Regions from separate parts of the Xenopus laevis genome. Here region 2 is linked to region 1. The links are chromatin contacts, called in public Hi-C maps. All regions are on one chromosome and are shown on one strand. The core of a region is the stretch at or near the end of the contact, and the rest is flanking DNA. Distances in the headings are between cores, read along the strand shown. Region 1 has its middle 35 kb from the start of plekha2.L. Region 2 overlaps tacc1.L (transforming acidic coiled-coil-containing protein 1).

Region 1 (6,774 bases), core at 683-3,182:
CCATACAAAGTTTAAAAAGCTTGATTTTGTTTGGGGTGGATAAGTCAGCAGCTTTTATCAGCCTGTGTACGGCATGTTTTCAATACAATTGTCTTCATGAAAAGTTAATTTTAAGGCAAACTACTCCTTTAATGCATCTTTGAAATATATAATTATGTACCTTGCAGGTTTTTTTTTTTATTTTGGAACTGGCTACATTGCTTATTAACTAGAGACATTGAAGTCATCTGACCCGAGTCCTATAAAGGTTCCAGCAATTTGCACTCATATCATATCCTATATAAAATAATTTGCCCTTTGAGGGATTACCATATACTGGGCCACATTCAGTTCAGTGAGAAAAGGTTGTGAAAAGTCATGGACGAGACTCAATTCAGAAAAAACGTATCTAACTGTTTACCACGTGAAAACTCTATTGAAGTCTATGGTAAAAAAAGTGGTACTGAATTTGGAGAACAGTTTTTTCTCCTCAAATTGAATTTCAGCCATGAGTTTACACATGATAATCCAGTAGATTCATGGGAAGGCCGTCTCCCTAGAGGACTGAGCACCAGATTCCAGGAGATGAGGAAGGGCCAGGGAGTGTGTGCGAACTTTAATTTTATACATGATAAACCATGAGATACATTTTTTCTCAATTAATTGAATACAGTATTTAGTGCGTTCCTCTCTTTTAAATACATTTTTGAACCATGTTTCTGCTCCACCAGGGATGTTTACTCCATTGCAAATGTTTGTGACATCAGCAAAAACCCAAACCTTTCCTTCATGCCCGGGGGGGGGGGTGCTATAGACAAAACACAGACCTCCTAAGAATAATTGACCACTTTCTAAGCACTAATATACTGCCTGAAATCTGCATTTGTATGCCAGGATAGAAAAGCAACTGTCGGAAAAAAAAAACAATGTAACGTGAGCAACAAGATCAGGTTTTTGATGGTAGGTCTTAAGTTGGGTTGCAGTTTTTTAATGTCAAATACAAGGGACTATCCACTGTCATAAAACTCTGGTGTGGGGTGATAACCTCAAGTATCTAGAGCCTTGATGTGAAAGGACTTGAAGTACCGCAGTGACCATCACCAGTGTAGGGGTAATAAGTTTTCCCATGAACATTTCAAGAGGTGCCCAAAGAGCCAAGGCATACTTCTGTTCTTTACTGTTTGTATCTTTGTTATGGATTCAACCTTGAATTCTATTAAATTGTAAGTAAAGTGATATAATTCTACATCGGGCTTGGTGTGTTTGTATGTACTCAGACATGAAATATATGCCTCCTCCAGAATGTATTGTGATGGCCCTGACTTTGTGTAAGCAGTCAGGTGTAACCCATGTTCAAACAAGTAACAGCAGAATTAGGGTATCTAGTTACTTAGTACTACCAGTAGTGCCACAGGCTGAATATTTGGAGCCCAGGTCATCAAGTGTAAGGGGTGACTGAAAAGGCAAAAGCAAATCATGATGACATATGCCAAATAATTATTCCAGGAACGATGGTCATGAAATGGAACTGTTTCCTAAAGCCACAGAATAATCAACAGAATATACATCTCCTCAACCCCCACTTCAACAAAACAGAGTGGGTGCAATTTTTGTTTGGGTGGGCTACCAATAGACGGCTTTCCATTGGAGGACTTATTTAAATTCAGGAGTCCAAGCCAGCACGGATTCATTAATAAGGCAACAATATGATGGGGTGAGATGAAATTGCGGTTGGAGATCGTTGCAGGCAGCAAGGGATCAAAAATCCAAAGGCCCAGGCCAAATTCAATAGGTCAGGAACTAGTCTAAGAATTTAACACTTTCTTGGACAGTTCTTTTTCAGTGCTGTTTTTAGGTGACACTGTGAGCATGCCATGCACTGGTAGCACATGAGTATTATTTCCCCTTCCTTTGCTAAACCTGGTCACACTGCCCGTGTTGCTAGGCAGCTTCATGCATACATTTTCATATAAAGGAACTCCCTGGCTGCACAATTTACGCTACGTGCCAAGACATAATCCTTATACAGTAAAGCAGCCATTCCAGCAACAGCTTCCGATCCGTATACGGTCTCATGATCCCACAGACCTCACAGATAATCCTTAGGTACACATACAAATTACCCTGCTGAATAATCAGGATGGAATAACGATTACCCAAGTGAGGAACAACTGGTTAAACAGGTTGCGCTGCCCTCCCACATTTCCCCTGATGCAAGAAAAGGTTTCAGTGAAGTAAGTGTAGAATGTGGTGTGTGGTCCAGAAAGAAAAAGGATCACCTTGAAAGTCCCTGGAACTAACATGGATGTTGCACCAATGTAGGAGTAATTCATAGGTATCAGACATTTGCTTTCAATATATTATACAATAGATGTCACCTGTAACTCGGAGCAGAACCAAGATGGGTATGTTCTTTACAACATAGGACACCAATGTTGCAGTGAAGGATCATTATCCAGAAAACCCCAAGGTCCCAGAACCCTTAACTGTAGTGTACTAATTTCCAAGCAGTACCTAATAAAACCCACATGATGGCAGCCATAAAGTTTATACGGCTGGATTTGTATTGTTATTAGTTATTTACAGTGTTGGACTCAGCCGGTGGGACACCGGGAAAAAACCGACCTGCTCTCTGGGGCTGCTTGAGACTGTGCACCATTTGCCTCAAGACAGGAAGGTACACACTGGTAGGGGTAAGAGAGGCTTTCTCTTATTTATCCTTTAAAAGGGCAGTCAACCAAATTCCCAGTTGTTAGGGTCACTGTAGCTTACTATCTATTAGGAAGAGCAGACAGACATAAAGAGGTGGTGAACAAGTGCATAGGTCAATGCTATGTTGCTGTACAGGAGACTAGCTAAGTCTTTTCCCTAGAAGGTGATTTTTAAGGAGCTTTGAGAAGAGTGTTAGTGCGAGATCTTTTCTGACCCAAGGAGGTAGACCTTTCCAGCAACAATCAAGCAGAAAGTTATTTTGTGCTGCTTTGGAGAACTGTATTGTCACAATATTGTCCTGAGCTAAGTGAAGAGCCCGGGAGGGATTATATGGGGAGAAGAGAGAAGATCGTATAGAATGGGTCAGAAGAATGCGGGACTCTGAAGGACAGGATAAGAATTTTGTACTTAATGCTCATAGGAGCCAGGAGAGAGAAAGGAGGGAGACCAGCAGTATTCTGTCCTGGACCAGCAGTTGAGGAGCAGAGGAAGGGACATCTTTTTGCAATGTTTCTTAGAAAAAAATCAGCATGTTCTGGTAAGGGATGCAAGGGGTCTGAGAAAGTAAGAGATGGGTCAAGAGTGTCACCCAGACACCTGCCTTGGGAGACTGGATGTAGGGTGACATTGAGACTAAAATGTTAAATTGAGGAAGGAGGCCAGATTTAGGTTGGAATATAAGCAGTTTAGCCTTGCTACGTTTCAGGTGGAGCCATCCAAGACACTACAGCAGTGAGGCATTGTGGGACTTTAGCCTGAATAGCAGGACTCAGATCAGGGCAAGGAATGAATATCTAAATGTCATTTGTATAAAGGTGATAGGAGAAGCCAAAGTGTGTGATGAAGTCACCAACAGAGCGAAGGTAGAGAGAGAAAAGAAGAGACCCTGAGACAGACCCTTGGGGCACCCCAACAAAAAAATAACAGGTTGGGAAGAGTTTTCCAAAGCTTAACCATCAGAATACAGATCTGGAACAACAGTGGAATGCATTCAGATTCTATTCACAAATGGAAACATTAAGATTAACTTTTTATTGGCAATACTAAAACCTAAATCACTGGTGTAGCAGCAATCTCGTGCCAGCGCTATAGATTTTATGTTGCCAGATCTGTGCCAATAGAAATGACTTGTAAGTAGAACACCCCCTGTATAAGATAACAGATCACTAATGTTACTAGTATCCTGATTCATCTATAATCAGACAGAGGGTTTCCAGCAGTTACCAAGAGTATTTAGTTGGTGGAAAAATATTATTATGATAGTTAATATTAATGCAAAAAAGATTGCCATTATAAAGATAGGCTTAGTTGGGTATGTCTGCATAAAAGAAGGCATGGAATTAGGATACCATTATATATTATATACAGACACGACCCATGTGGTTGAACCATTTACCAGGTCTCTGGTTGGTCATTCATTCTGTTGGTTATAACCAATTAGAATAGGTGACTTCTAGTTTATTACACTATACATCCTACTTTCTCTTGACCAAATGAGAATTGATCACCTTCTGTAATTTAGACTTGGCTATTGCCTACATTCTGAGCCTTTCTTGAGTATCCATGAGTGTACAACAGGTTCCTTGCCGTGTATGTAGGGTAACGTGTCAGTAAGAAGAATAGAAGGAGCAGTTGTGGGTGCTACAATATATAGAACAGTTGAACAGATCAATCTCTATTAATTAAGCCCCACATATCAAGTGCATGGCAACAAACTGCCCAAAAAGTAGAATGAGGTTAGACTTACTGCCCAGGGGTAGCGTGAGGATGAGGCTGAGTAGGAGCAGAGGCCTCATTGTGTCCGTCCAGTGGCTTCAGCAGGCTGTGCTAGGAGAGGGACTGGATGCCCAGCACTTGGTACTAATGTCTTGTAATAGGATTAAATGTCCAACAATGAATTAGGTGCAGGAGATGAGCTTAGTCACACTCTATAAACACCAAGGGCAGCGCATCCACCATCTGTGGCAGGGACAGAGCCATAGAGAATACAGTACACAGGAGGGTTTCCAGATTTACACATCTGTAATATTAAGGAGGGCAGAGTGTATAATGTACTGTACCTGCTTATGTATGGACAGACAGCTTTATAGATATAAAGAGAGCAGCACTTCTCACTGGTAACAACCTTATAATACACAGTAAAGGAGACTGAGAAAGATATAGGACAGGTGATTTATCAGGTAGGGGGTCTCACCAATTGTAATCCTTTCATCCTTCCCAGATGTCGTCCAGCATTCTGTCGCAGGACAGCCCATAAACTCTGTTTATTGTCTCTTACATGTCAATGCTTGTGAGCCTAAAAGAACAATTCTAACATCTCTCTCACTTTGGGTATATAAAGTCTGTGATCTACATCAAAAGTTTTAAAGGGGGTCTTCACCTTTAAGTTCATGGCGTTGAGCGTTTTTTAAGTTATTTAGCTTTTTATTCAGCAGCTGCCCAGTTTGCAATTTCAGCAATCTGGTTGCTAGGGTCCAAACTATCCTAGTAACCATGTATTGATTTGAATAAGAGACCGGAATATGAATAGGAAAGGCCTGAATAGAAATATGTGTACTAAAAAGTAGCAACAAAAATACATTTGCGCCGACTAGGTTTTCTTCCCCTTTAAGGGGAATATCCCCCTTGCTCTCTGATGCCTAAATTAAAGGGATACTGTCATGGGGGAAAACATTTTTTTCAAAATGAATCAGTTAATAGTGCTGCTCCAGCAGAATTCTGCACTGAAATCCATTTCTCAAAAGAGCAAACAGATTTTTTTATATTCAATTTTGAAATCTGACATGGGGCTAGACATTTTGTCAATTTCCCAGCTGCCCCAAGTCATGTGACTTGTGCTCTTATAAACTTCAATCACTCTTTACTGCTGTACTGCAAGTTGGAGTGATATCACCCCTCCCTTCCCCCCCCCCAGCAGTCAAACAAAAGAACAATGGGAAGGTAACCAGATAACAGCTCCCTAACACAAGATAACAGCTGCCTGGTAGATATAAGAACAACACTCAATAGTAAAAACCCATGTCCCACTGAGACACATTCAGTTACATTGAGAAGGAAAAACAGCAGCCTGCCAGAAAGCATTTCTCTCCTAAAGTGCAGGCACATGACCAGGGGCAGCTGGGAAATTGACAAAATGTCTAGCCCCATGTCAGATTTCAAAATTGAATATAAAAAAATCTATTTGCTCTTTTGTGAAATGGATTTCAGTGCAGAATTCTGCTGGAGCAGCACTATTAACTGATTAATTTAGAAAAAATGTTTTTTTCCCATGACAGTATCCCTTTAAGTTTAAAAAATGAATTTGTACATTCATTGCAACAGTAAAGCAGTTTTTAACTTGAAGAATGAAATGAAACACAATACGAGTCCAGATTTCAAACAACATTTATACAGACAACAAAACAAGGAAAAATATATATGCATTTATATATTAGTCATTATAATCTCGTCTGTGTTAGAATTGTCAAGTATTTTCCCAAATATATATATATAAAAAAAAGATTGCTGTATATAAAATATACTGCGGTTATGTATGTATATATATATGAAGCCTTACTAGATAAGAGCGTGAATAACTGGAATTCATATATTGCAGAGGTGTCAGACTTGCTGGTTCCATCCATGAACTACATTTCCTAGCATGCTTTGCCAGCGCTTGGAAGACTGCAAGTTTCCCATTCCTCTACTAATGCAAAATCTATCTGGCTCCCACGTTTATGGAAAAATATACGCTTTAAATATATATCTCTTATTCTTTATTTTTTTGCGCGCAAGGATAGCAGCAAAAACCATCCTGACCCTTCTGGGCCACTGTTGTTTTTGGAGTGAGGCTCTAATGAATTCATTTGGGTGTCCCTGACTCTAAAAATACAGTAAACAGTTAAGGCAAAATAAAAGCAGATAAGAGCGACACATTATCATAGCTAGGAAGGCAAATGACGTCAGTTAATATGACTTCAAGGGATTGTTCCAAAGATAAATCACAATATAATCACAATATATATATATCTGTGCAGGAGAGAATAGAGAATTGAAGTTTGGTTCAGTTTAAAAAGGTTGTCTTGCAAAATGTGTACATTGCAA
Region 2 (6,365 bases), core at 92-2,591, 51 kb after region 1:
GAAGAGTCCACAGCTCGAAACATGTTGTGTTAAAGGGACACTGTCATAGGAAAACATGTTTTTTTTCAAAAGGCATCAGTTAATAGTGCTGTTCCAGCAGAATTTTGCGCTGAAATCCATTTCTCAAAAGAGCAAACAGATTTTTTTATATTCAATTTTGAAATCTGACATGGGGCTAGACATATTGTCAGTTTCCCAGCTGCCCCCAGTCATGTGACTTGTGCTCTGATAAACTTCAGTCACTTTTTACTGCTGTACTGCAAGTTGGAGTGATATCACCCCCTCCCTTCCCCCACCCCAGCAGCCTAACAACAGAACAATGGGAAAGTAACCAGATAGCAGCTCCCTAACACAAGATAACAGCTGCCTGGTAGATCTAAGAACAGCACTCAGGGATCGCAGTTCAGGGGAGCCATCTTCCGGGTCTTTGGTCATCTGAGAACGAGACCGGCATGTCGGATGTTCATGTTGGAGCAATATCCTGGTTCGCGACAACTGCGCATGCGCCAATATTGCCCAAGCGGCGGAAGAAGACACGAAGACCCGGAGGATGGCTGCCGTGAACTCTGATTCCCTGAATCTGCACCGAGGGTTAAGTAAAAAGTTAGGGGCATTTGCCTGGGGTAGCAGCTAGGGGGGGAGGGGTGTCTTTTTGGGGTAGGGGGGTAACGTATTTTTTAATAAGGGGTTTGTTTCTCCTTTAAACCCAAAGTTTATGGGGCCATTAAATAATTTTACTGTGGGGCCCAGTAGCTTCTTCTTATGGGCGATCCTTTCCTGAAAACTCACGTGTGCTTTCAGTCAAGAAATAATCTGCCTTGAAATTGTATTTTCCATGATTCCCGCTCACATCAGTGCCGGGCAAGATGCCCAACATCACTATGTGCCATAATCCATGTGAGATGCAGGGAGGTGCCAGATCTTCTTTCCTCCACAAAAGGCTGATCCACATACGTCTCCCCTATCAGCGGGGGTGGTCTGTTCCACTGTGTTGGGCAGGGAAGTTGCAAGGCAGCAGCACATAAAGGGAAAATGGGGATTATCTCCCTTTTATGTTCCCTTGAAGAATGACCACAGAGCTTACAATGTGCCCAGAACATTCCCTTTCATTCATTCATGTTTGAATTTGTATACATCAGTGGGAGATGCCATGCTGGTTACCCCTGCTGAGGCATTCTCTGTCAACAACTATAGCACAAACACTTTCTTTATGTGTCTGTGCAGTGTTGTTATTGAATTAATTATAAAATAACTGAATGGCTGAAGCAGCCCCTCCCCATGATGCAGTATTGTCTTACTATACACATTGTCCCCCACTTTCCCTGTCAATCTCTGGCCTCACTGCACACACTCTATCTCTAATCCCTAGGGTCCCCGTTACTCATTCTCCCAACACACCTGCAGGGCAGATCCTATTAAAGCGCTGATAAAGCCGTAAAGGATAAAGGAATTTTTGGAGAGGCGCATGCAGCCCCCAGGCATCCAGTTGCACAGCCCAGTACTGAACCCTTCCCTGTATATAAGAACATGTTTGTTATTACTCAGCCCCTGAGAGAGGAAATAAACACATCCTGTCAATGGGTGATGGTTACTGTGATATTTTGGGGGCGTGCAGCTTACACTGGGGAGAATCAACCTGCCGGCCTACATCTGCGGAACTGGGGTGTACGGCAGTAGGTAGTTTGGAGGGGCTTGTGGGAGTTGTAGTCCAACAACAGTGAGAGAGTTACTAATGGGACATCCCTGACGTGCACTATGAAGCACAATGAGCAGAGTGTTAAAGGGCAACTATTCCCTTATTATGTATTACAGCAAAGAGGAGCTCGTCCCAAATGTCACCCCAAATCACCCACAGGCTGTATTTCCAGGATAATCAATGCCAGCAAATTAGAATTCTCCCAAGATTCCAGCCTCCCTGGTGAGACAAGAACCTCAGCCCTAAGCCCTAGGGGTCCCAGCAGTGGGTTACATGAGGATGGTCCAACTTCAAGGGGGTCACTGCTGAGCTGCATCATCTTCCTATTGTGATCGTTGGCTGATAACATTTTCTGCCTGATCCATACCTTCCTGAGCCCTGATCAGTTACTGAATTGTGAGAGTCACAGTTTTGGGCACAGACCCAATTACTCTGATAATAAACTGCTGACAAGTGTCTGGTCGTATATATATATATGAACATGTTTTTATCTGTGTTGCTGCCATGTTTTCTCTGCCAAGACCTGATCCAAAGCCCCTGAAGAAACAGTGCCCCCAGTGGTCGGTCTAATACTAAATAACAGAAAACTTGCACAGATTTACTATTTTACATAGGAGCCAGTATGAGCAGTTGCACCCTGGAGTGCATGGCCCATGAGCGTAACCCTAGAAGGCAAGGGGGATGTCACGTATTGAAGGAACAGTAGCACCAAAAAATTAAAGTGTTTTAAAATAATGAAAATATCATGTACTGTTGCCCTGCACTGGTAGAAATGATGTGTTTGCTTCAGAAACACTACTATAGTTCATATAAACAAGCTGTTGTGTAGCAATGGTGGATATTGAAAAAAGCCTATATGGCACAGGTTAAATAGTGGATAACAGATAAGACCATTATGTTCTACAGAGCTTATCTGCTGTGTAACCTGAGCCTTTTCTCCTTTGAATGGCTGCCCAGCAGCTTGTTTATATAAACTATAGTAGTAGTGTTTCTGAAGCAAACACATTAGTTTTACCAGTGCAGGGCAATATTGCATTATATTTGTATTACTTTAAAACACTTAAATTTTTTGATGTTACTGTTCCTTTAAGTACACGATTGCTTTCATAGAAAACTCGCTCTGCAATGCTGACTTCCCCTTTCCCAAGAGACGTTTGTTTTAGGGCAGTGCAATATGTCCTAGAGCAGCTGCTCGACACGGGTGGGAAGGGTCTCGTCACATTATAAAAATGATGCTCGTCTGCGTGTGCTGCCTTATACTGAAATGATTTACCTTCAGAACTAATTAAAGCTCAGAGTTGTTGCAGTTGACATTCATTTTCTTTCTAGTTTTCAGAAAGTCACACTTTTGTACACTGCCAATATAATGAATTTGATACAACAGCACCACCTGCTGGACATTTCAGCCAACCACACAGAGTAAGAATAGATTTCCTTGGTTCTGTTTATGTCATAGCCCTGTACATCCCATTGTTAGATTTCATCTCTCTTAAGCTGGCCATAGATGTTGAGATTTTTAAAAGATCTGATCCTCATCGTGAGACCGCGATTATCTCGGAACGATCGTACAAATTTACCATCAACTAAAAAGACCAATTTGCCAGGAAAACAAAGGGGAGCTGCCTGCTTGGCCCTGCAAACATAGATAGATGGGGCCGACAAAGATTTTTTAACCTGGCCGAACAATTTCCTGACAGATGTCGGCCGAAAAATCGTAAGATGTACGATCGTTCGAATCCCACTAACCGCACGATAATTTTGAAGGATTGGTCGGACTTCCCTAAAATCGGTCGTTCGGCAAGAAGAATCGTCGCGTCTATGGGGAGCTTTAGTTCAGTTTCACTTTGCTTTCACTCTGCGAACTGTCCTTCAGTTTTGCTTCTCTCCCTGTTGCTCATTGAACTTGTTCTCCCCATTCTCCTGTCCTTGTCTTCCAATAAAACACCTTATTTGCTGCACTGCCATTTATAGGCGGCAGTTTAGGTCATCTGTCTGTTTTATAGCTAATGACAGTTGTTTCCATGGTAACAGCAGATTTTTCTCTCCTCTCTTAGTCCACATTTAGTCCACATTGTTAGACCCTACATTTACACACAGAAGAGCTTATTATTATTTTTATTATTATTATTACTAGTACTAGAGGACAATGATGATAGCGGGGATAAAGTAGTAGAATGGCACAACAAGCCGAATATTAATATTTCAAATGGAAGTAATAATACAAAATGAAATATATATATACTGTATATATATCCTTATATAAGGATGGTATAAGAAGCATAAAATGTGCCCACATTGGTTCAGAAACACTGGGCATGCGCAGGAGATAAATAATAATTTTTTGGATTTCCCATGCACCAATCCCCATTGCTCCGGTCCTGATGATGAAATAAAAGGAAGGGGACGGGGTTGATGGACATCAGCGGGCATAGGGGTGTCCACTATGGAAATATAGCCCTGGAACGAAAAAGGCGCTCTGTTGTTCTTCTGCTTAGAAAAAAAATAGAAACCTTTCTCAAATCTTTCCTAATCAGAAGAACATCAGAGCAGCCTCTTTCTTTCTCCTGACAACTTCCTTGACTACTTGGTGGTCAGACTGGTCAGAAAATGACCAATCGGAAAATGCTATTGGCTCCCTCTCCCTAAACAATACATGGGGCGATTTGGGGGGGGGGGGGGAGACTGCCTATGTCCTACCCTAAATATATTCTTAGATGAGATTCAGCTTTAAAGTATGTTAAGGGGAGATTCAGGGTGAATGATGAATGGTTCCCTTGCATATTCCTGAAACCTGGATACATCATACTAAAAGTTAACTCAAAGGTGAAGAACCTCTTTAAAATTGCCTGCGTGCATCTGCTGAAAGGTGGTTCCATGTGACAATTTGTAATTGGTTTTCATTTTTTATTATTTGTGGTTTTTGCGTTTTTTAGCTTTTTACTCAGCAGCTCTCCAGTTTCCAATTTCAGCTTTCTGGTTGCTAGGGTCCAAGTTACCCTAGCTACCATGCAATGATTTGAATAAGGCACTGCAAAATAAATAGGAGCGGCCTGAAAAGAAATCTATATAAGAGTAATAAAAAGTAGTAATGACAATACATTCCAAGCCTTACGGAGCATTTCGTTTCGATGGGGTCAGTAACCCCCATTTAAAAACTGGAAAGGCAAATAATTTAAAAACAATACAAAATAAATAATGAAGACCAACTGAAAAGTTGCTTATAATTGGTCATTTTATAACATACTAAAAGTGAACTTTAAGGTGAACCACCCCTTTTAGGGATACTCTTAATATATTATATATAAATGTCACCCCATTAGCTCATTCCCCCCAGCACAAAAACTAGTGATTTTAATGTACAACACTGTGGAATATGTTGGTGTTTTATAAATACATGCTAATAAAGGGGAAATTCACCCAAAATAACATCAATATTTATAAAATATTTTATTAAATTTTATAAAATACAGTAATATACTTCTGTAACTCCCAATGGTTGCACCAGCGTGATTTCACCAGCAGACGGCACTGTTTAACGCTCCCATTGTGGGATATGTTGGTGTTTTATAAATACATGCTAATAAAGGGGAAATTCACCCAAAATAACATCAATATTTATAAAATATTTTATTAAATTTTTATAAAATACAGAATATACTTCTGTAACTCCCAATGGTTGCACCGGCGTGATTTCACCAGCAGATGGCACTGTTTAACTCTCCCATTGCTCCTAATTATCTTAGCGCAGCACCAGAGCAATGTTATTTAGAGTGTAAGCACATCTGGTTCTCATGCATGAGCTGTTCAGAGGTTGTGGGAAAGCGGTGGGTTATATATTATTCATTTCCTTTCCCTCTGACAAAAGTGTAAAAGGATTTCCCCATAGAAGCTTGTGGGCTCAGTGTCTTAGATTAGAGAAGTGACAGTCAGGCCTCATGCCAGAATGTTCCCTCTGTGTGTTTTTAATAAAGAATGTGGACAGGGACATTTTGGTCGTTGCTGTTACCCAACAGTGCGAGTTTGACCAACACCATGTTTGTCTGCTTGACTTGACTCTGTAGAACTTATCACCGACTTAGAGCTAAGATCAGCTCCTTGTTCAGTGATCAGCTAATTGTTCAGTGATCAGCTCCTTGTTCAGTGATCAGCTAATTGTTCAGTGATCAGCTCCTTGTTCAGTGATCAGCTCCTTGTTCTATAGCGTTGGTGCGGTTCTCACACAGATCCATGCTGATCACACAGAGAAAACTGTTGCATTTGCATCCAGAACACTTACAGAGACAGAGCGTAAGTATTCAACTGTTAAAAAAGAAGCTCTAGCATGTGTTTTGGCAACAGAAAATGGAGAACCTACCTATGGGGTAGAGAATTTACCTTATGCACGGATCATAGCCCTTTAACTACACTGCTTACAACAAAGGGACTAGGAAGAGCTGGAATGCGTATAGCTAGATGGTCAGCAATAGTGATGGGCGAATTTATTCACCAGGCGCAAATTCGCGGCCAATTTGCGCGATTCGCCGCCAGCGAATAAATTTGCGAAACGCCCGCGAAAATTCGCGGCAAAAATTCGCCGGCGTCAAAAAATATTTTTTTCGAAAAAATGGACGCCGGCGCCAAAAACCAGCGTAGAAAAAACGGGCGCCGGCGTCAAAAACGAGACACCGTT

Evidence for each region. A called contact is a pair of places that touch in the nucleus more often than the background predicts.
Region 2: a Hi-C map of the XL177 cell line shows a contact between it and region 1, with 4 times the contacts expected there. A contact is called at or near these places in 2 of 4 Hi-C or Micro-C datasets (the XL177 cell line and the XTC cell line).

What each region holds. Positions count from the first base shown.
Region 1 is chr3L:141,386,184-141,392,957 of Xenopus_laevis_v10.1, forward strand. No RefSeq gene overlaps it. Among protein-coding and RNA genes, the nearest start is that of plekha2.L, 35 kb to the left of the region's middle.
Region 2 is chr3L:141,438,255-141,444,619 of Xenopus_laevis_v10.1, forward strand. The region is part of intron 1 of tacc1.L (transforming acidic coiled-coil-containing protein 1); the gene reads right to left. Among protein-coding and RNA genes, the nearest start is that of tacc1.L, 11 kb to the right of the region's middle.